Linked DNA regions of Mus musculus: regions 2 and 3 are each linked to region 1. The links are chromatin contacts, called in public HiChIP or PLAC-seq and capture Hi-C maps. All regions are on one chromosome and are shown on one strand. Each heading gives the region's core, a stretch centred on a gene start, on an enhancer-like site or on the middle of the called end of the contact. The rest is flanking DNA. Distances are from core to core; before and after follow the strand shown. Region 1 overlaps Gm46948 (a long non-coding RNA gene). Region 2 overlaps Asb4 (ankyrin repeat and SOCS box-containing 4). Region 3 overlaps Ppp1r9a (protein phosphatase 1, regulatory subunit 9A).

What was found. HiChIP or PLAC-seq counts read pairs in DNA pulled down with a chosen protein or histone mark. Capture Hi-C pulls out chosen DNA fragments and counts their contacts.
Region 2: an H3K27ac HiChIP or PLAC-seq map of the NIH/3T3 cell line shows a contact between it and region 1, with 5 times the contacts expected there. The contact joins two enhancer-like sites. A contact is called at or near these places in 1 of 484 Hi-C or Micro-C datasets (bone marrow-derived macrophages) and 1 of 115 datasets of contacts at active chromatin or transcription factors (the NIH/3T3 cell line).
Region 3: a contact with region 1 is called in a capture Hi-C map of embryonic tail, with 4 times the contacts expected there. The contact joins two enhancer-like sites. A contact is called at or near these places in 1 of 115 datasets of contacts at active chromatin or transcription factors (the NIH/3T3 cell line) and 1 of 9 other capture datasets (embryonic tail).

What each region holds. Positions count from the first base shown.
Region 1 is chr6:4,455,856-4,459,075 of GRCm38.p6, forward strand. All of the region lies in intron 1 of Gm46948 (a long non-coding RNA gene), which reads right to left. Among named protein-coding and RNA genes, the nearest start is that of Gm46948, 7.8 kb to the right of the region's middle. Within about 2 kb of position 1,511, at least 113 of the 459 cell types and tissues checked have an H3K27ac peak or open chromatin away from gene starts, as enhancers often do. A contact at or near this core is called in the NIH/3T3 cell line and embryonic tail, where this site is marked.
Region 2 is chr6:5,428,342-5,431,561 of GRCm38.p6, forward strand. It overlaps Asb4 (ankyrin repeat and SOCS box-containing 4), which reads left to right. Exons shown (of 5, transcript NM_001355662.1): 4 at 1,399-1,512; 5 at 2,518-3,220. The coding sequence ends at 2,706. Among named protein-coding and RNA genes, the nearest start is that of Asb4, 40 kb to the left of the region's middle. Within about 2 kb of position 1,505, at least 16 of the 459 cell types and tissues checked have an H3K27ac peak or open chromatin away from gene starts, as enhancers often do. A contact at or near this core is called in the NIH/3T3 cell line, where this site is marked.
Region 3 is chr6:5,108,896-5,112,115 of GRCm38.p6, forward strand. It overlaps Ppp1r9a (protein phosphatase 1, regulatory subunit 9A), which reads left to right. Exons shown (of 16, transcript NM_001363809.1): 8 at 2,105-2,158. Among named protein-coding and RNA genes, the nearest start is that of Gm46949, 44 kb to the right of the region's middle. Within about 2 kb of position 1,691, at least 212 of the 459 cell types and tissues checked have an H3K27ac peak or open chromatin away from gene starts, as enhancers often do. A contact at or near this core is called in embryonic tail, where this site is marked.

The sequences.
Region 1 (3,220 bases), core at 261-2,760:
ACTACGGGAACTAACGGTACACATCCCTCACACAGGAGTACGGGGAGATGCTCATACACGTGGACAACTACAGCCTACAGAGAGGATTTCTATATAAATCAAAGACCCAAAGATTACATTCCCCAGGGATTTGGGATTTGGAGGTTGGGAAGCTTTCAAACAAAGCATTACAATTTGCCAGGGGAGTGGGGGTGGGGTGGGGGGAAGCATCCGTGCTAACGATCTACCAGACACTGAGAGAACAACTACACACAATTCCAGCAGGGGTGGACTAAAGCCTCTACTTTCCTATGAATCCTCCAGCAACCAACCCCTCCCCCCATGCCCCTTCCTGCTGCAGTTATCTGGCCTAGAAGAAATAGGGGTTGAGAAGAGGCAGGAGGCAGGAGGCAGGGGATTGCGGATAACATTCCCTGCCCTTGCTTTCAAATCCTTCAAGCCACTCTCTTCAACAGACCTGGGTAAGGGACAGTGAGAAGCCTCAACTTCAATTACCATGGAGACTAGCACAGGAAAGTCCAGCCTCTAATGACCAAAATACCCCACCCACCCAAGCTCGAAGGACACAAGATGTCTCATTATCTGAGGTCAACCAAAAGAGCTATTGTGTTGTTTCAGGAATTCATCCAGGGACAGAAAAGAATTTGTCTCACAGAGTGGGTGGGAGGGCAGTGGGAGTCAGGAGAGGACCTTTTGACCTCCGACAAGGACTTCACTTGGTTATTACAGCAAGGATGGTTTACAACATCCAGATTCCAGAATCTTCCCAGTCTTTAAACAGGTTCTCCAAGGAAGTATGAGGGGGGAAATGCATTTCATTGTTTGCTTTCTATGTAGTTCTCTACAGAAATCCTAAGAAAGATTAAGAAGTGCTTCCAGCCCCTACTGATCTCCGGAAGCCCTAACTCTGACTCAGGCAGTCAAACAACAGTGCAAATTCATTTTGCTAGGAGTTCAGAACTTGATATGTGGCTCTGCACTCCCTGCCCCCTTTCCACCACAACCTCTCCTATTGCTGCACAGTAACTGGGGAGTTTGTTTTCAGATGGTATGCTGGAAATAAACACATGCCAGAAAAACCTGCTCTCCCTTACTTCACATCCTCTCCTCTCCTCTCCTCTCCTCGCAGCAAGATCCTCCATGAAGGAAGCATTTGCTTGCAAGCCATCATTGTTTCCTTTTCCACAGACTCAGCCTCTTTCCGGAGGCTGGCCTGGGCTCTCCACACCCACAGGAGTAGTCCTAGCCCTCCTTCCAAGGAGTTGTGGCTTTAGCCCCTACCCGGCAGGTTTAGTGGCAGAGGTCTCAGTATGCCTGGAGCCTAAACCCACAGGAAGATGAAACAACACAAACTTGGAACTTAGAGGACCTCATTTGAAACTGTTATCCTGAAAAGTGATGCAACGGTTAAAGAAGAGAGAAAAATTGGGCTCTTAAAAACCAGGCGGCCGTTATTATGTCGGACTAGGAAAGTAACCACAAAGTGTTCTTAATGTGACTCAGTGGTTATCATTTCAAACCAGACCAAGACCAGGAAGATGCGAGGATAATCATGAAATAGGAGGCACGCCGCGGTGGAGCACCAGTTAGTTCCAAATGTGTTCATTTATTCATTTGCAGTAATGGCCTCAGAAATCAGTGGAGTGGTCTCCAGGATGTAGAGGAGTAAAATACTTTTCCAACCTTTATAGTCACATGACTAATTCGGATTTCAAAAGGAACACTAACTTGCTAAGGGTACTATAAAAAGAGAAAGGGAGAGAGTGCAAATTCCACCCCGCTTTAAGCTTTAATCGTGGTCCATGGCAAGTCCCCCTAATGACTTCCAGCTGCTTCCATTTGGTTAGTTGCTTTGACAGACCTCTCCTACAAACTTGGAACATTTAACGAAAGGGGGAAGGAAAAAAAGGTTTCCTTTGCCTTCCTTCCACTGCATTCTAACCAAAAGCAGATTTTTGCTGGATTATATAAGAATGTGATGAGTTGGAAGGAGTGGGGGAGGGGAGGGCGGAGCCAAAAGCCTGCCTCTGCTTTTTGCAGTCTCCACAAACCATTCCACAGGAGGCCCAGAGGAAAAACTGCTCACCCGGGGAGCCCACACCCTTCTCCTGTAGAAGCCAAAGGTTACTTTTACTTGGATGTACTGTAATGTCTGAAGTGAAGAGACTACCCAAAATTAAGCTACAGCAGAATGGTTGCAAATAATAGTGTTAAAAGTTTTAAATATTTTAAAAGTTTTCTCGTATCCCTTCCTCTCCTCCATCACAATGCGAAAGTTATTTACTGTCAAATTCTTACAAACTGAATGGCCTAAAGTTAAATCATCTCTCTCTTTGCATAAAAGCAGAGAACAATAAAAATATGAAGAATAATATTACAAAAGATGGTTTTAATATTTTTATTAACACAGACCTCTCTTTTTCTGTGTTTCCTCGCAGGCTTCTGGGGCTTGAATGTAGGGTTTCATAGATGCCATTCATGCACGCTGAATAAGAGAGCCTATTATAAATCATGAGCTGGGGTTGAGGATTTAACTCAGTGTACAGCACTTGCCTAGCAAGCACAAGGCCTTGGGTTTGATCCTCAGATCTGGGGAAAAAAAAATCATGAGCTGAGATTTCATATCCTTCTTAGAATCTTAGTTTCCGTCTTAGAATCTTAGTTTTGTTCCGAGCATACGCCTTTTTTTTTTTTTTTCTTTCTTTTTTGGTTCTTTGGAAACAGGGTTTCTCTGTATAGCCCTGCGGTCCTGGAATTCACTTTGCAGACCAAAGCTGGCCTCGAACTCAGAAATCCGAGAGTGCTGGGATTAAAGGCATGCACCACCACACCAGGCCAGCATACTCTTTAAAAGCTGAAGTCATCACTTCTTAAGGGTTCTCTGAGATCACCATCCGTCCCCCGCCCTCCCCCCTCCACAACTTCTAGTAGTAATAGCACACATTAGGTTGGTTTTCCATGAATACATGTGGGAGAAAGAAAAGCTTTTGGGGATGGATCAAGCAAGGTGAAAAAGAAAGACATTGTATTTGATGAATTAATAGACCATTTGCGATTCTGAGCATCTATAATTCTCAGTATAAAAATAGATCGCATATTTTCATTTGTAGGACAGACAGCAAAGAACTTCGGTGGGTCTTCATATCCCTCTAGTAAAAATTACCCCAGACATCTAAAAATGTATTCATCTTTTGAAAATTTGTTAAAAATTAGCCTGTTG
Region 2 (3,220 bases), core at 255-2,754, 970 kb after region 1:
CATCATCCTCAGTTATCCCTCAGAATCTGGTTCATTCTTTATTCACTTCACCTCAAAAAAGGTGGGAGAGTTTTCATGAAGGGTTTTGTGTGTGTGTGTGTGTGTGTGTGTGTGTGTGTGTGTGTGTGTGTGTAGTCAACATGGAGAGAAGAAGCCTTGGCAATTTGGGTATACTTGTAGAACTCACACAAACCTTCCTATGTAAACAAGAAGCCAGTGTGGGAGGCACCCATGTGAGGTTATATTGATAGCTAAGACCTTCCTTTCCCCTTATTCTACCTCATCTAACCAGTAGAGAGATGATACACCATGGCACACATACTCAGATATGGTGCACACATGCCAGAGACCTTTCTATTGTCCAAGATGGAGAGGGGATCTCTGCTCCTCCAAACAAGGATCTGTGCTGACTAGACCCAATCTCTACAGCTCCCTGGCTTGGATTGATGCAGTTTTTATGCTTTACTTTTATTTTCAAATTTTACTTTTAAGCTTTTATCTTTGGTGTATTTGAGGGACTGGGTACATGTGTATCCCAGGCTGGCTTTGGACCCTCAATCTTGCTTCAGCCTCCTAAATACTGTCATTATAGGATTGTGCTGTAGCTGGGATTTTTTTTTTTTAAAGATTTATTTATTTATTATATGTAAGTACACTGTAGCTGTCCTCAGACACTCCAGAAGAGGGAGTCAGATCTCGTTATGGATGGTTGTGAGCCACCATGTGGTTGCTGGGATTTGAACTCCTGACCTTCGGAAGAGCAGTCGGGTGCTCTTACCCACTGAGCCATCTCACCAGCCCTTAGCTGGGATTTTTTAAAACCATGTAATATAACCCTTAATTAATTACATGGGCTAACCCTTTATTAGCACTTGTCTTACCTAGTTCATGTGGTTTTGTTTTTTCTCTCATTATCATAATTAGAACCCAGTGGGGTTTGTGTTGTTTGTTTGTTTGTTTGTTTTTGCTTTTTGGATATTTCTGCTTTGTCTTCACATTTTGTAACCTAACAAATGCTACTTGATTGCTCTAGCAGATAAACGCAATATTGATGGCTAGTAAAAGCTTTGCTCAGGTGGATTAATAACCCAGTTTAGTCTGAATCTAAAATGAAATCCCTTTATGTCCAGTGGGAAATGTTGATGACTTTGGCTCACCATGGTTTTGTTTGCTCAGTGAAGTCTGGAATGGAATATGCTAATGATATAACTACATCTCATATTACCTTTCGTTCTTAAAGAAAGTGACTGAGTATGACACCAGTCCACTACAGGTGCTGTTCCTGGAAGATGGCTTTGGTTGACTCACTGGTGACTCTTGGTTGGGAATTCTTGATGTCTGTGAGAGATGTGAGTCATGTGCCCACACCAAGTGACAAGATCTCTGTTTCCTCTGCAGGTGATCCAGGCTTGCCACTCTTGCCCGAAAGCCATTGAAGTTGTGGTCAATGCCTATGAACACATTCGATGGAACATAAAGTGGAGACGAGCCATTCCTGATGATGACTTGGAGGTAAATGATTCACTTTCTGTGGTCTTCACTAGGGAGTGCTGCCAGATGTCTGGATAAGCCCTCAGCATTCTTGTTTAACACATTGGTTTTGAGAGTGCTTTCAAAGTTTATTATTTTTTTCAAATGTAATGAAACAAAGGATTATAAAATGCAAGTTTGAGAATGTAAAACTTTATGCTTGTATATCTGTCAAATATGTGATATAGGAAGTCTTGGGAATTTCTCTGAGAGAAGTTTGAGTAAATATATAGAGGTGGCAGTTTTATTTTCCTCTAATTTAAATGAGTTAAGGGATACTATCCAGGACTGCTGACTCAGCAATTTTTCCAGCATGCCACAGTGTTTTATATCACTAGTGAGTTTACTTTCAACTATATCTAGGTGCTTATGACTAAGCAGAAAACACTATTTCAGAGTCTTCAGTGAGCCACACGCAAAACCCTTAGTAGAACCATGCCCTCACTTGTGAACTTAGAGACTTTGGTCCATCTGTGAACTAGCCCTTCCCACAGAGCATCCTGTTCTTGACTTCTGAAGGCTCCGCTGTGTCTAATATATGAGAGGTGCCAGGTACAAAGTTCCCTGGACTTAGAGGCCAATGGCTCATTTGTATAGTCTTATTCTGCTAATTGTTAGCTCTTTTACCTTTTTCACGTTGCTTGCCTGCTAGCCGCTGCCAGTGGGTATTGCCAGGAACATAAAGGACATGCTATAATATTGAGCTGAATTAGAATCGCCATTTTGGTTTGAGCTGGTTTGAGTTCAATCATGGCAGTTTATATCATGTCCTGGATTGTGAACGTGTACCCCTGCTTTTCTTTCCAGTCTTATCACATGCCACTTTCTGCCCTCCCATTTTCATTTGGTGCTCAGTTTTGTTCACGATCAGAGACTCTAGAAAGCTCTTCTTATGTGGAAAGGAGGGATAGGTGCATCCGTGTGAGTCTTTATCTGGGGAAGCTGAGGATCTGCCCTCAAATTAATCTGTCCCACCTTGCTTTCCAGAAACACTGGGATTTTTACCACTCTCTCTTCAAGGTGTGCTGCAACACCCCCAGAACCCTCATGCACCTGTCAAGATGTGCCATTCGAAAAGCGCTACACAACAGATGCCACAAAGCAATCCCTATGCTGTCCCTCCCACTGCCGTTGAAGAAGTACCTGCTTTTGGAGCCAGAGGGAATCATTTACTAAGTCTTAGGAGACAACAGTTGCCAATCCTAGATTTCTAAGGGGACTCACTGGGTAGACGCAGTTTGCATGGATAAAATGGTCCTTGGGTTGGTTATCACACTTTAGGGATTTTAAAACACTTTACAAACACCAAGCCATTAATCCTAGAGTAGTATGCTGAGGGAAAATAAGCGAGAAATGTTAAAGAATTTTCAGACACAATGGCTACATTTAGAAGGCAGATACTATTATAGTAGCTCATGTGACAACATACAGTGACAACTTTTATTAGGTGCCTGATGTAATTTGTAAAATGTTCACATATGATTTCATCTCAAAAGGGACCCACATTTTCTTATAACCAATCTCATTCACTACATTATCAGTAATACGTTTACATGATTGTTTCGTTTGCAATGTAGCAGGTTTTGTGAGTGACCGCTTAAGCTTGGTGTCTCCCACCAGTGACTATTGAGGAGACATTACTGTTACTAGTTTTAGAAACGCCTTCTCCCCAAATCAAAGTCATCCACTC
Region 3 (3,220 bases), core at 441-2,940, 650 kb after region 1:
TCAAAAACACCTCCAGCTCCATTAGCTCCCTGCAGACAAAACAGGCCTCAGTCCAGTGCATAAACGATAGAAAAAAGTCTACACAGTGCAGAAACCGTTTCTCAGAGTTGTGTGTGAATTCCAGGCAGGCTGCCCTGGTGCCACGAGAGCCGATAATGTTGCTCTTATCTGATAGAAAATGTCTGGTTCTAGAGCACTCTTAAAACTCCCCTGCAAAGATAATATTTTTCACTTCCAAAATATTTTCCACGCCTGCACAGGCTAAGTGGAGTGCTGCAGGTGATGCTGACGAGGCTTCTGCCTGCCCCTTTCTGGTAGTCACACGTAGACATTTTGATTCAGTTACAGTTAGTCGTGTGCGTGTGCGTGTGCGTGTGTGTGTGTGTGTGTGTGTGTGTGTGTGTGTGCGCGCGCGCGTTCTTACTGAAAGCTATAAACAGAGCCCACACTCAGATTAGTTTAAACAACAGAGTAGATATTTTTGTTAGTAATGGATGGGAAAAAAATCATCCAGGCATATGAATTTGCTTTATTCTCTAAGAATATAATACCTCTGGAAAATAATTCCTTGTGGTTGTATATACATTTCCATGTTGTATATTAAAGAATATTCTTTTGTGGCTTTATTCTTGAGTGGCAGGTTATCATGGCTGTTTATTTGAGAGAGGTGTGTGGGGGGGTGTTATCTTTACAGCATCTTGCCTAGAGCCCCTCAGTAGATGCTTATAAAGTTCATCTTTAATTTTTTAGAGAAATGGCACAAGATCAGAACCTAGATATCCAAGATCTAATCCAGTTCTAGTGTTGGTTTTTTTTGTACAGTTAGGTTGATCATTTGCTCTGAGCCTCAGTTTCCCCACATCGCTGTACTCACTAAGGGATCAGGATTTCTGGTGAGCACAAAAGACCTCTGCCAGTATTTTTCACTGAGAAAGCTTGGTGTAGTTTCCTTGCCTGGCACACTCACACTTTGGGTATCTGCTAATGGCATCTGAGTGAGACGGACCACTAAGATTGTGGCATAAAACCAAGAAACCCAGATTCGGTACAGTCCTAACTCCGAAGTACTTTGGACAAAAAAAAAAGGGGGGGGGGTGAGATGGTGGGATGTGGTCTTCAGTAACTTTGTGGCAAACCAATTTAGGATTCAGCATAACCAAAAGAAACAGTGCCACCTGCATCACTTAGTGGCTGTGCTCAGCTGCAGAGCAGAAAATGTTCATGGGCTTGGCTGCAAAGTGTCTCCCTCCCCAGACCCTCCACTGGGCTGTTTGGACCTATAAAACCGGGAGAATTGGGAATTTCAAAAACATCCTTCCCATCAAAAACATCCAGAGAACAAATTGTGAACCTGTAAACTGTTTTCCCTAAATTCAAGGGTGTTTAGCCCTTAAAGAAATGAATGACCCCTAGAAGGAAAACAGTCGTGGTCGGGGAGGGAGTGGGGGCGGGGGAGTAAAGCAAACAAATGGCAAAGACCACTATTGTGTTGTAAAGAAAATGCTTTGGGGCTTGGAGTCTTTATACAGGTAGATCTTTTGGAAGGCAGAATTTTGAATCTGTACCTTTCCTGCGGTTAAAAAGGAACACAAACGGAAAACAAACCGGAGATTTCTGTGCCACTGCGTCCCACTCCTTCCTCTGCTGCAGAGCTGCTCTGCGGAATGTGAGAGCGACTCACAGAGCCACAGCGCCACCTTTCTGCACGATGTGGGAATGACTCTTCACACTGTGCGAGGCCTGTTGACTGGCTGGCTCAAGCCATTCTGTGGGCGAGCCTCAGGAAGGAAACAGCTCCTGGACGCTCAGATCGTAAAGGCAGAGCAGCAGAGGCCAAGAAATGAGTTTTCTTTTCTTTGGCCCCTTAGCAATTAAACTGGTAACTTAATCGGATATTAGGGACCGTGAGTCATAAACCCTATGTTTAATTAGTTTGCACCCACTGAGTCATTTTACATGCTAGACATTTGTAATTACAACCTGCTGCAATGCAGCAGGGTCCTGAGCATTTTTTTAATTGTGTCATAAGATATTCTTCTCGCTGCTGAGTCTTTAAAAATATAGAAACACTCTTAGTTGAGATGTTTTTCTTTTCAATTTTCAGTTGCAAATCAAACATGCAGTTACAGAAGCAGAGATTCAAAAATTGAAGACCAAGGTAAGCACCGCTCCGTGGTGTTTGAATTGTACTCTTTAAACTTCAGATACTCTGGGAGTAATGGATTTGCTCCCGTGCACTTGAGAGCATATTTCCATGAGATGGTCATTTCCAACATTAAGTACATCGATGGACCTGTCTTGAGACTGAGCATAACCGCACATAACCAGAGAAGGCCACAGGGCACTTGGTGTTTTAAGTAGATTTAAACTGTTTAGTCTCTCTGAAATTTCATTAAAAATAATATTTTTAATGGCTCAAGCATCTGTGTATTAATTTCTAAAATATAAGCTGGTATAGCAAATCTCCTTTCTGTCATTTACCTTATAATAATTTCAGCTAATTTACTGGAAGCAATGTATTGTTTTAATGTGGAACATTAATTTCTTTTTAGGAAAAACTTCCCATGTCTAAGAAGTAAAGTTATAAGCTCATTCTATGCATTGTGTAATTAATTTAGATTCAGCTGCTACTGGAAATCTTGAGATATACTCACTTCACATTATTTAAATTTGTTGAAGAGAAAAATATTAATAAAAGAAAATATTTTTAATCTCTATGAAATAGTGAGACATCAAAGGAAACTGTAAAATTCTTGTACAAGATACAGTTCTAGCTATTGTTGTTCATTTCTATCAAATGTATGTTTTCAGAGACTTAAAAATATCTTCAGTTGCTTTCAAACGATGCTGTATTGTTTCCATAGTCTTTTTAAAATTACAAAATAATTATTGCCTACGTCGAGTGATCTGTTTTCTGATTCACAGTGAATACATGCTTTGGGTTTTCCATGTGTTTTAAATGGAGATGAGTTAGCTGGTTAAATGGAGATGAGTTAGCTGGTTAAATGGAGATGAGTTAGCTGGTTAAGTGGAGATGAGTTAGCTGGCTACTTTGGTTAAGTGGCATTCCTGACTAATACGCTCTGGAGCTCTCTAGTCAAAGCTTATTTCAGCATCATTCATGGTGTCCGCGGCGCACCGTGAATTTTAAGTTTAAAGCTAGCAGGGCTGGTACCTAAACAACTGCTATAAAGCATTCATTAAAGATGCTGTAAAAAAC